3 separate regions of the Mus musculus genome follow, and regions 2 and 3 are each linked to region 1. A link is a contact called in public HiChIP or PLAC-seq data. All regions are on one chromosome and are shown on one strand. Each heading gives the region's core, a stretch centred on a gene start, on an enhancer-like site or on the middle of the called end of the contact. The rest is flanking DNA. Distances are from core to core; before and after follow the strand shown.

What was found. HiChIP or PLAC-seq counts read pairs in DNA pulled down with a chosen protein or histone mark.
Region 2: a contact with region 1 is called in an H3K4me3 HiChIP or PLAC-seq map of forebrain, with 5 times the contacts expected there. The contact joins the enhancer-like site here to the promoter of Hmgb1 in region 1. A contact is called at or near these places in 2 of 39 promoter capture datasets (the 3T3-L1 cell line and hippocampal neurons) and 4 of 115 datasets of contacts at active chromatin or transcription factors (the SCID.adh cell line, embryonic hindbrain, embryonic midbrain and 1 more).
Region 3: an H3K4me3 HiChIP or PLAC-seq map of forebrain shows a contact between it and region 1, with 4 times the contacts expected there. The contact joins the enhancer-like site here to the promoter of Hmgb1 in region 1. A contact is called at or near these places in 19 of 39 promoter capture datasets (the 3T3-L1 cell line, 3T3-L1-derived adipocytes, the C10 cell line and 12 more), 11 of 484 Hi-C or Micro-C datasets (the HPC-7 cell line, bone marrow-derived macrophages, cranial neural crest and 8 more), 34 of 115 datasets of contacts at active chromatin or transcription factors (the 230-238 cell line, DN3 thymocytes, the SCID.adh cell line and 24 more) and 3 of 9 other capture datasets (liver, macrophages and pancreatic islet).

What each region holds. Positions count from the first base shown.
Region 1 is chr5:149,051,510-149,055,158 of GRCm38.p6, forward strand. It overlaps Hmgb1 (high mobility group box 1), which reads right to left and starts at 1,548. Exons shown (of 5, transcript NM_010439.4): 1 at 1,391-1,548.
Region 2 is chr5:149,487,566-149,491,214 of GRCm38.p6, forward strand. Gm15997 (predicted gene 15997) reads right to left here. Exons shown (of 5, transcript NR_045423.1): 5 at 1,491-2,361. It also overlaps a transcript of Wdr95 not described here. Among named protein-coding and RNA genes, the nearest start is that of Wdr95, 39 kb to the right of the region's middle. Within about 2 kb of position 1,671, at least 90 of the 459 cell types and tissues checked have an H3K27ac peak or open chromatin away from gene starts, as enhancers often do. A contact at or near this core is called in forebrain and hippocampal neurons, where this site is marked.
Region 3 is chr5:149,314,954-149,318,602 of GRCm38.p6, forward strand. It overlaps Gm35620 (a long non-coding RNA gene), which reads right to left. Exons shown (of 2, transcript XR_377267.3): 2 at 1,655-3,399. Among named protein-coding and RNA genes, the nearest start is that of Gm35620, 5.8 kb to the right of the region's middle. Within about 2 kb of position 2,253, at least 14 of the 459 cell types and tissues checked have an H3K27ac peak or open chromatin away from gene starts, as enhancers often do. A contact at or near this core is called in forebrain, where this site is marked.

The DNA.
Region 1 (3,649 bases), core at 298-2,797:
CTCTCTTCTTTTTTTTTTTTTTTGTCTTTTTTTTTGTTTGTTTGTCTCCCAAACCGGGCCCGTGAAAAGTTGGGGTGCCCTGGCGCGCGCGCGGGCAGGATTGATTCTCCGCCCTCCCAACTTGGCCCGAGGTTGAGGGGGGCTGCGGCTCCGGGCGGGCCCGAGGCCGCCACGTGCGCCCGGAAGGCCGCACGCAGGCTCGCGCCGCCGCCGCCCCCATTTTGTCGGGCCCCGGAGCAAGGAGAGAAGAAGCCCCGCCGCTCGAAATGGGGGCTGGCTCCGCCCGCGGCCGCCAGGGCCGGGCGCACGGAATGGCCGCTGCGCGTCTTCCCCGCCTGCGCCGCCGCCGCGAGGGCGAGCGCGAGCGAGAATATGGCTCCTTCCCTTTGTGTGTGCGCGCGTGTGAGTGTGTGTGTGTGTGTATGTGTGTGTGAGTGTGCGAGGAGACCGAGGCGCGCGGCGGGCGGGCGGGGCGCTGGCGCACTCGCCATGGCGGCGGGGGAGGGGCGGGGGGCGCGCGGCTCCCCTCCCCCCGCGGCCCCCGCGCCGTCTCCCTCCGCGCGCCCCGCCGCCCCCGCACGGAGAACGCGGGGCCGGGGAGAGAGAGAGACTGAGAGAGAGAGAGAGGAGAGGAAGAGAGGGGAGCGAGAGGAGAGAGGGGGGGAAAAAAAAAAGTTGCCTCAGAACTGCTGCGCCCAGCTTCCCCCGCCCGCCCGCCCGCCTTGTTTTCTCTCCAGCCAGCAGCGCCCGGCCGAGTCAGCCATGTTCCAGCGAGCGCAGCGGCGCCGCTCCCCCCCACACGGCCGCCCCGCTCGCCCGCCGCCTCACCCGGCCCGAGCCGCCCCGCACGGCCGCCCCCGGCCCACCCGCGGCCGCCCTCGCCCGCAGCGGCGCCCCGCCCGCCGCCCCGCGCTCCCCGCCGCGGCCGCCCATACAGCGGGGAAGCGCCGCTGCCCGCCGGCTCGCTCGCTCCGCGCACGCCGCCTGCCCGAAACGCTCGGCCCTGGGGGCCACAAACACGTTTTGGGGAAAAAAAATTTTTTTTAAATAATCCGGAACACGAACACACACACAGGCAGACACAAAACAAAAAAAAAATTTTTTTTTTTTTGCGCCAGTGAAGCGCGGACGGCGCCGCGGGTGTGAAGTGGCGGCCGCCTGAGGCCCCGCGACTCGGCTCGGCTCCGCTCGGCGCGGCACGGCGCGGGGCAGCGTTCGCGGCAGCGGCCGGCGGAGCCTCGCTCCGTGCGCAGTTCCCCCCACGGTCCCCCCTCATTTGCCTTTGTGTGGAGCCTGACCCGCCGGCTCCGGGCCGCGGGGATCCGGCCGCCGCGCAGGCGACCAGGCTACCCGAGGCGCTCTCCCCGCCGCCGCGCCGCCCCGCACTCACCCTCCGCGAGGCACAGAGTCGCCCAGTGCCCGTCCGGCTCGCGCTTGCCCCGGCGCTGTCTCTATGGAGCTCAATGTACTGCAATGGCTGTGAGAGCGGGAGCCAGACGCAGCCTCCTCACTCTCTCCGCTCTGTAACATTACTCTCCAGCCAGCGCGCCTCCTATTGGCTACCGCCAACTCACCAGGCCCGTTCATTGGCCCGTTCCCTCCCATTGTCCTGACCAGAGCCCGCGCGCCATTGGCTGTCTGCGAGGACACGTCACCGAGGATTGAAACAGCGCGCAAATCTGAATGTGTGTGTGTGTGCCGGGCCGAGAGGCTGAGGCGGGAGAGGCAGCGGCAGAGGCAGCAGCTGCTACGGGAAAGCGGAGCTCTATGGTGTCTCTGTGCCTGCGCCTGCCCCGAGCCAGCCCCACGCCCGAGCCGCGGCGCGCGCGGCCAGGGCCCGGCTCCGCCGCAGCCACGGCTGCGTCCCCAGGCCCGGGCGCCTCCCCGCAGGCCCGCCCCCCCTCCCGCTCCACGCTCCCGCCCCGAGCCGTTGGGATGTGCGGCCCGTGCTTGGGGATGCCTCCCCGAGTGGGGTGACTGCTCGGGGGGGCCTGTGGCCCAAACACGGGGGCCTCTGCGGGCTCCGGGACGGCCGTGCTGCTGCAGCCCACCACAAGACACCCCTCCCCGGGACTGCCCGCCTAACGTGCCCACCCTGCCCAGAAGCCTAGTCTGCACCCGCCAGCAGGCGTCCAGTTGCACCCCTTCTTCTGGGTTTGCTCGGGTTTCCCCCAGTACTTCTCGAACTTTTTTTTTTTTTTTCCTTTTGGTGAGACACAAAGCACTGTTTTGAACTTCCCGGACACCAAAGCCTTATACCAGGGAATTAATGCACAGCCACTGGGGTTTGATACTGGCTGTTCTCAGAAAATGTTTGGGGGGGGGCCCAGCTAGAATTAGCAAGTTCTTTAAAGACCTCATTGCCCCACCCCCATACACACACATACACACACACACACACACACACACACACACACAGACGCTGTTTTCTGTGACTCGGTGTGGATTACTGTTAGAATCAAATGAATCTTTGTGATTGCTATCTTGCCTCCGATCACACCACTTAGTGCATACATGTACCTGCTCTAGGGTTACCAGACATTTAGGGCTACTGTTACCTGAGGGATTAGAAGCAGTCGGAGAGTGCTTGGGCCCAAACCCACAGGCCATGCTTTTTCCTGCTCTTCAAGTTGGCTGATCATTCTTAGGTATGCAGAGAAAAATAGCCAGGCTGGCTCTAAAGGCCACAGGCTTCCATCAATCTTTGATGAATCTAACAGCTCTTTCTTTCTGGTGAGCACAGCACCTCTCTTCACTTCAAAACAAATGTCCCCCATTTTTTTTTTTTAAAATCCTGGCTCCTATACACTTCTCAACTAAGAAACAAAGAATTCCTCCAAAATGCACTTGATCCAAGTCAAAACATCCAAGTCATAGATTCTGGGTTTCATTTCTATACCACTTCTGAGGCCCTATTATGTAATGGATTTGCTCGAATTTATTATCCTTACTGGAATAGGTTTAGATTATCTTTTCTGGCCAGTGGCTTTAATGTCCATTGCCATTTTTTTTAACAATATATCCTTGGTCTCGTGAATATCATTGGCATGAGTGGACAGTACACTAAACACACATGCACACACACACGCACACACACAGTAGTTGTTGGGTGGGATGGTGTACTGGCTGGTTTTGTGTGTCAACTTGACACAAGTTAGAGTCATTAGAGAGGAAGGAGCCTCAGTTGAGGAAAGGCCTCCATGAGATCCAGCTCTAAGTGCTTGTCAGTTAGTGATCAATGGGGGACAGCTCAGCCCATTGTGGGTGATCCCTGGGCTGGTTCTAAAAGAACGCAGGCTGAGGAAGCCAGGGGAAGCAAGCCGGTAACTCCATAGCCTCTGCCTCAGCTCCCGCCTCCTGGTTCCAGCGCTGCTTGAGTTCCTGTGCTGACTTCCTTCAGTGATGGGCTATGATCTGGAAATGTAAACCAAATTAAGCCCTTTCCTCCCCAGCTTGCTTTCTGGCCATGGTGCTTTTATCACAGAAATAGAAACCCTAACTCTTTAGTCCCCACATTCAGAAGGCAGAGGCAGGAGGATCTCTGTGAGTTCTAGACCAGCCTAGTCTACACACTAAATTCCAGGCCTATCCAGAGCTACATAATGAGACATCCCCTCTCAAAACCAAGACCTACTCTATTATTAAGAAC
Region 2 (3,649 bases), core at 421-2,920, 440 kb after region 1:
TAGAGATAGAGATAGATAGATAGATAGATAGATAGATATATTAGAAATTCCATAACATTTGTCAGAAATTGATTAAATGAACTTGTATCAGCCACACCTTGACTGAGGAGTGGAAAGATGAAGGGTAGAAAAGGCACACATTTAAGATGGTGGTATTCTGTAGACATGTCCACTCTAAGATAGATGGTATTTACAGTACCTTCTGAGGACTTAAAGCAATCCATTCTGCTCACAGCAGCATAATGTTCAACCATGGTGTCAGCTCAAGGAAGATCACTCCTTGGCTTCATCACCTCGTGGTCTAGAGGATCATGCCAGGAGCATGCACAGGACTGTTTCATGTAATATTTTAAAAAATTTAAATAGCTACTCTCTGGGCCTGGCGGTCTTGCTGCCTCCGTGGCTAACCCCATGTGGCATCTGCTCAACTTTCTATGGTCCGATTGCCACGGAACCTGCTCACATTCCCTGTCGTCTAACCACCACAACTGGCTGCTGCCAAACCGGCACGCAATCCCCAATTTCCGAGGCTAGCTGGAGGCACACTCTTGCAAACCCACACTCCTCTGTGGTTACCTTTCCCTGGAGCCAAAGGTTCCGTAACACTTCCCACCATCATCCTGTTGCAGATGGGACCTTTGGGGACAAACCATATTCAAACCCTAATATTAGACATATCATACCACTGATGACCCTAATATTAGACGGGTGGGGGACAGTGTTCATCAGCTACTGCCTGTCAGTAAGCATCCACAAAACTCTGGTTGCATTCAGCAGTGGGTATGTATCCTTAGCTTGGCAGGAGTAACTGACTGCTCTAGGCTGGGGAACTCTCCAAGTAGGAGCCTGGTGGCTCCTTTGGTGGGGATGGTGGCTGTCTGTCATGTGCTCATTTGCATTCCCACTGAAGGTACAGTGTTCTCACGGGCGTGGCAGAAGCACCCCGGGACAACTCTCAGAGTCCTTTAAAGTCTCCTCTCAGAATTGGCTCTCTGCCACTTTGTCAAATTAGTCAGAGTGAGCCAAGGCCACGGTCAAGGGCAATGCATGATGCCTTTCATGGAAGGACGCACGGAGTTACTGGCAAGGACCATGGACAGAGCAAAGGTGAAGGGACTAGGGCAACGATACCTCAGTCTGCCCAGGAATGTGCAGCATGCACAGAAGAGAAACCCCAGCAAGGAGGAGGCCTGGGCAGACCTGTAGTTCCCCCTTTCCACAGCTGCATCTCATTGTAGTCTAAACTACACCCTGCAGCCCTTTTAGAATAGGTTGCCCCCGATGCTGGCTCCATCCCACCCCGATCCATTTGTTATTTATTCAGTAATACAGGACAGCTCTCCAGGCGGGTCCTCTGGCTGTGGATTCCTCTGGTGTGGTTGTTATGGGAAACATTTCATTTCACATCTGCTGATGTGTTTTTCTGTCTCTCAAGTAAAACCACGAGGTAGAGAAGAAGAAGAAGAAAAAAAGGAAATTCATACTCTGTTGGGCTATAAAGGATAATGATTAATTTATTCCGAGCTATATACAAATCAGACTATCGTCTTTCAGACGGAATCAATAATACAATTTTAAGCCCACACACATTTACAAATGCTAGCACTCCAGAGCAGCTGGGTTGCCATGGGCAACCAGGGCATGCCAGCTCATGATCTGAAGCAAGCTGCTGTCTTCCAGCCTTGCAAGCACATTCGGCAGACAGGATTCTAGGGAGCCCAGGGCACCCGTGTTGGCTCTGATCTGGCCGCCGCACAAATGCACCCCTGTGATGATTTGGATTAGCTCGCGTCTGAATTGCTTAGCGCTCTTTAAGCTCCTGCTTGCACCAGCTTTCTTTGATATACTTTGTGTCTGCGTCTCTACGGACTAGGCATGCGCAGAGGGTGGCTAGGCAAGCCATGGGCTGTCAGAAGGCATTGAGAGCCGGTAGAGATGGCTCAGGTGCCCAGTGTAGCCTCAGACAGAGCTCAGCGAGACATGCTTGTTTCTAACTAGAAAACAGGGCCAGTGGACACCGTGCTATGGCTGATAGGCCTAAGCAAAACCTCTCCATAGGTCTCCTGATCTATCTTTTGTCTCTTAAGAAATGGAGGAATGGGATTACAAACTCCTTGCCTAGTTGGGCAGCGAAAGAGAAAACTTTTTTTCTAGTATATATTTATCAAGAAATAAACAAGCAAGATCTTTGCACTGTAGGTTAAGCAGGGGCATAGCCGATATCACTCTAAGTACAAATTCCTAAAGGGCTCCGTGCTTCACAAGAGAAGTCGACAAACCACCGCTGCCTCTGTTTCTCTAAGATGCAAGCCCTCTCTGGGAGAACCAGCCATCCAAGGTACCACTGGGGATCCGGTGACACTGTGGCAAAATGAACTGTAATTAGGATTGTCGTTTAAACATGTGGTCATTTATATCCAATTTTCACTCACTACAATAAAAACTATGAAATATATGTCAGATTCACTTTGTTATTGATTTATTTGATCACAATCCTTCCCTTTGCCCAGAATTTTGCCTTGACCCATCCTCACATCCTCATTATTTTCCGTCAGAACAGAAACGGTTTATGAGGACTTGGTTAGGGCCGACCCTCCCTCCCACCCTTCCCACAGTGCTTATGCTTCCTATCTTGGCCAAGGACAGTAGAAGCCCTGCCCCCACATCCCCAAAAGCATTTTCTGAATGTGAAGCGTTCTATCTACGGTTGTGGCTGTCCAGGCTGCCCAGAGGGTTGCACAAGCGAGGTTAGGTGGACCCCAGAGTTCTTCAGAGTCCCCTAAAGGAACTGTGTGGTGTCCACGCAGCATCCTGAAACCAGCAGCTATCCTGGGGGCGCCTATGCTGCTTCGAGCTCAGACATCGCCAGCAAGGCCTCAGCCTTCAGGGGAGCCCTGCCTTCCGAGTGTGGAGCCCCCTATCTGGCTGCTGCGGGAATGCCTCACTCGAGAAAGAATGCGGAGCCACTCGGTCAGCTCCCAAGAGCCCACGCACAGGAGGACGCCTCTGCATCACGCAGACCCGGCTCAGAGCCTGAGGGCTGAAAAGGTAAGAAAGCAGAGACCAGACTGCACCCTTCACGCCCAGGCAAATCAATAGCAGAGATCTGAAGCTGGGCTCCCTAGGCATACCAGGAGTTCACTTACTACCAACGACACAGTGAAAACCTTGGGCCATACTCAGATCCCTCTACATCAGCTTGGTACCCACTTCCTGGCTGTTGGAACACCCCTAATCACCCCAGGCCCCTGGTGCCTCCACATCCTTCCTCTCTTCTTTGGATGCCCACCCACAGAATTCCAAGGCCCAGCTCCATTCTAGCAACTAAGCTATCCCCAGCTAGAGGCTCACCCTAACTGGTAAAATTTTAACGTTCACTAGGACACTGTGCCGTGCCACATGGCAGATAGCTAGAACCAACTCATTTTGCAGACCTTAAAGGACCTTCATGGAGGGTCCTTTAAAAAGATAAGATGAGAAGCACCAAAGATCTAGCGACTGTCCTCCTAGGCTGACAGCAGAAGAATTAGAGGGAGGTTTTAAGGAGGGAGATGCATCCCTACGAACACAGAACCATTTCACCATAACTGATGGATGCAGATGATCCAGCCCAGAGCTGTTGCTTATGACTGCACTGGGGTTTGGCTTG
Region 3 (3,649 bases), core at 1,003-3,502, 260 kb after region 1:
GGGAGGGTGAGACAGAATTCCTTTCATTTTTCCCTCCATGGTTCCTGGAACCTTCAAGAAAACAAACCAAGATAGCTTGGATTTAAAAGGAGAGGACAATAGTGCCTGTTCAAAGGTAGACACATCTGTGAGTCCAGGGGCAATACCTGTAACCCCAGAGGAGAAGGATCATGGGGTCAAGCCTGAGCTACATTGTGAGCTTTAGGCTAGCCTGAGCTGTGAGAACCTGTCTCAAAGCCAAGCCAAGGCAAACAAACAGGGAATAGAAAAGAAGATAAAGCAAAACCTTGACTTAGTTCTGCTGCTGTGACCTCAGCAACTCTTAGCTGGGGACTCACTTAGAGTCCCCAGAGGTTCCATCCAATCTCATGCAGGAATCATGGTGGCAGGCAGTCAGGGAGGCATGTTGCTGGACCAGTAGCTGAGAGCTTTATAACTTAATCCAAGACAGGAGGCAGAGAAGGGGGGTGGCTCCTGAAACCTCAAAGCCAATCCCCTAGTGACACACCTCCTTCCACAAGACCACACCTCCTGATCCTTCCCAAACAGTTCCACCAACTGAGGTTTAAGCATGCAGCTATGTGAGCATGTGAGATCCATTCTCATTCATAGCATGTGAGAACCACATGTCTAAGCCCAAACTGAACAGGCTTCTGAGCAGACAACAGACTGCTTTCCATCAGCTTCTTCAGAGTGACAGGAACTACCCATGGCCAGTGCTTTTTAAGGGATCTTGGAAAAAACACGTAGACTTCCTTCAAAGGTGGAAGCAGAAAGGCCGCCTGGGCTCCATTTTGTAAATCCTATTGTGAATGAGATCTTATGTTTCACAGTAAAACAATGGTCTGGAGCTTGGATGCACATCTTCTTTTGGACTCAGTGGACTAAAAGGCAAAGGTTAGTTTCTGTGACTCTAATGATCATTACTGTTTACGGACTCACCATGTTTTATAGTTAGACTACTTTCCACAATGAAGGAAAGAGGCCAACTTGGGTTTCCAGAGATCTTGTCCCTCTTGGTGGTTAGGAGGCAAAGCACACCGGATAATAGGACCTGAGTCTCAACAGCAGTGGCCCTTGGTGAGCACACGCTAGTGTCTGCACCTTAATCTAGCTGAGTGATGCTGTCATTTGTGAATTTATTGCAATAAAGTGATTGTATTTAAAATGTGTCCCTAGCATTTTACAGATAGATATTCACATATTTGAAATTCAAATGTTTCTGTATATTTTTATTTATTAAAGTGGCCATCCTAGTTCTGGTTGGGAGGAGTGAGAAGCATTTCCAGCATCAGCCGCTGCTTAAATCACTGGTCTTCCATCTTTGTCCCTTGTCTGCTTTTATAATTCTCCTATGTGACTGGGACTGCCAGCATATAGAAAGAGGATATTGTCACTGACATGAGCCATCTTCTGGATTTATCTACTTCATCAGAATCTTGGTTAGACTCCATCAACACTATTTAGAACATCCTGTCCTTTCTGTGTTTTGTAGTAGAAATTGTTATCCATCTATCTGTCCACTTATTTATTTGCCCACTAAGCCTTCTTCCCATCTGTTCATGGTGTCTCTTCACAGCAATGAAACCCTAACTGCAGCAGAGACCTTATTAGCTACTTTTCTGCCCCTGTGGGGAAGTAACGTGACCAAAAGTAACTTAAGAAAGAAAGGTTTTATTTTAGCTTATGGTTCCTCATGGCAGGGAAGGGATGGTATAATGGCGTGACTAGGAAGCTGACTGATCATAATTCATCTGCATAGGAAGCGGAGTGTGTGAGGAGGATGTGAGGGAAAGGCTATAAACTCTCGGAGCCCACTCCCACTGTTGTACTTTATCCAGCAAGGCTGCCCACCTCCTAAAACAGAGCCACCATCTGGGGATGGGGTGTTCACATACCCAAGCCTGTGAGGGGCACTTATTGCAAACCACCACAGATTCTAATTCTTTCTGTTACAGATAGATGAATAGCTTCAGTCTGAGAGAGATGACTGCTTTCACGGACTGGAAGCTCAGCTATTTAGGACATGCCAGTACTAAAAATACCACCCTGGAAAGGTGTTCTGCTGCAGGTTGCAGCCACAGACATTCTAGATTTTCAAGGCTGACCTAGCCTTGGTTACAGGTTCCTGGCTGCTCAGGGGCACTCTGCAGTTGCCATGGGAACCAGCCGCTCACAGAGTGTTCTTCTCTGGGGTCTCCTGAACTCTGCCTCAGCTGCCATGGCTAGCATCTTCTCAGATGCTGCCATGGGAACCACTGAAATGTTAGCATCTCCCTCTAGCCCACCAGCCCACCCGGCAGAGAGAGCCTGGCGGGGGGGGTGTCACACAGTGGGGGCTGGGCTTCTAGAGCACAAAGTTACCCAGTTTCAGCAGCTTCTGTGGAGTAGTACATTCAAGTTCAAAGTGGACAACTAGGACATGGGCTACTGGAACACATCCCAGCTAACCGGAGAAGAGTGAGGTCCCCCTCCTCCCCCCAAAAACAAGCAGCAGAAGAAAACGGCGGGGGGGGGGGTCCATTCTTTATCCTCCAAAGGGCTTCTGGGGTGGTGGTGGCAGCTCTGAACAAAGACTCTGATTCCATCCCCAGAGGGGGATGTGAACCCTGAAACTTCCCAGAGAAGTGTGTGTTCAGACACTAAACCCTGTAGACCTGTGGGAATATACTCAAAACATTCATCTAGTTTTAGATTTCTTGGGTTCACAGAAAGAAGAAAAACCAGGTGTCCCTCTAATCTCTAGTGTCAAATCTTGTCCCCCAACCAAGCCTGTCTCCTCCTCTATGACCTGCACTGGGTGCTGGCTTGGAAACTGAAGCCGGGTTTTTCTGATGATGGGAAGACTTTATATCTATTTTCACACTGTGCGAGGTTCCTGTTTGACTCCTTTTCCTGCTCCGTCCTGGAGCCAGAACTGCAGTGTGGCTTGTTCTTACGTGAAAGAGATGTCCAAGGCCTCCACGCCTGACTCCACGCTCCTTCCGGGGTTAGCCAATTGTATCCTGTTTTAGGATTGAAAGTCCATCTTCCAGGATGCTCATCCATTACGGGGCAACCCTAGGACAGATGTCTTCAGGCTTGGCCATCCGAGCCTTGATTCCTGTGATTGGCTGAGGATACATACGTTGTTTCCTTGCCCATGACAGGGAAAATAAATTCCTGTCTTTTGGGATTGAAAAGAATATAAATTCTTTCGCATAGGAAGTGCTCAGTCGATGCTAGTTATTTTCTCTGGGTGGGCATCTCAAGAGTAGTGACACAATTGTTAAAAGCTCTCACTGTGCTTTTATAGCCAATGGTGATGTTCTGAAGGACAGCGAGCCAGGAGAGGACTTATGACAGTGTCCAGGTAGGGATGGCATGCCTCCTCCATCTGCTGTGGGCCACGAATGAACACTGAAGGAAGACACATGACAGAGTGAGACTCTAGTGATTATCAGGTGAACCCAAACAGAGCCAGCCATAGGTATAAAACCTGGCTTGCAAACTCTAGTCTGGTTCACAGAGAAAGAGATGGGAGGTTTCCGAAGCCTGGAAGTGTCTCTGAGGAGATAGCTGGGCAGCCTAATAGGAAGATCTATATAGGCACTCCTGAATGCTCAGGAAGTTCCAGACTATTTTGATCTACTCTATAGTGTATTTTTTT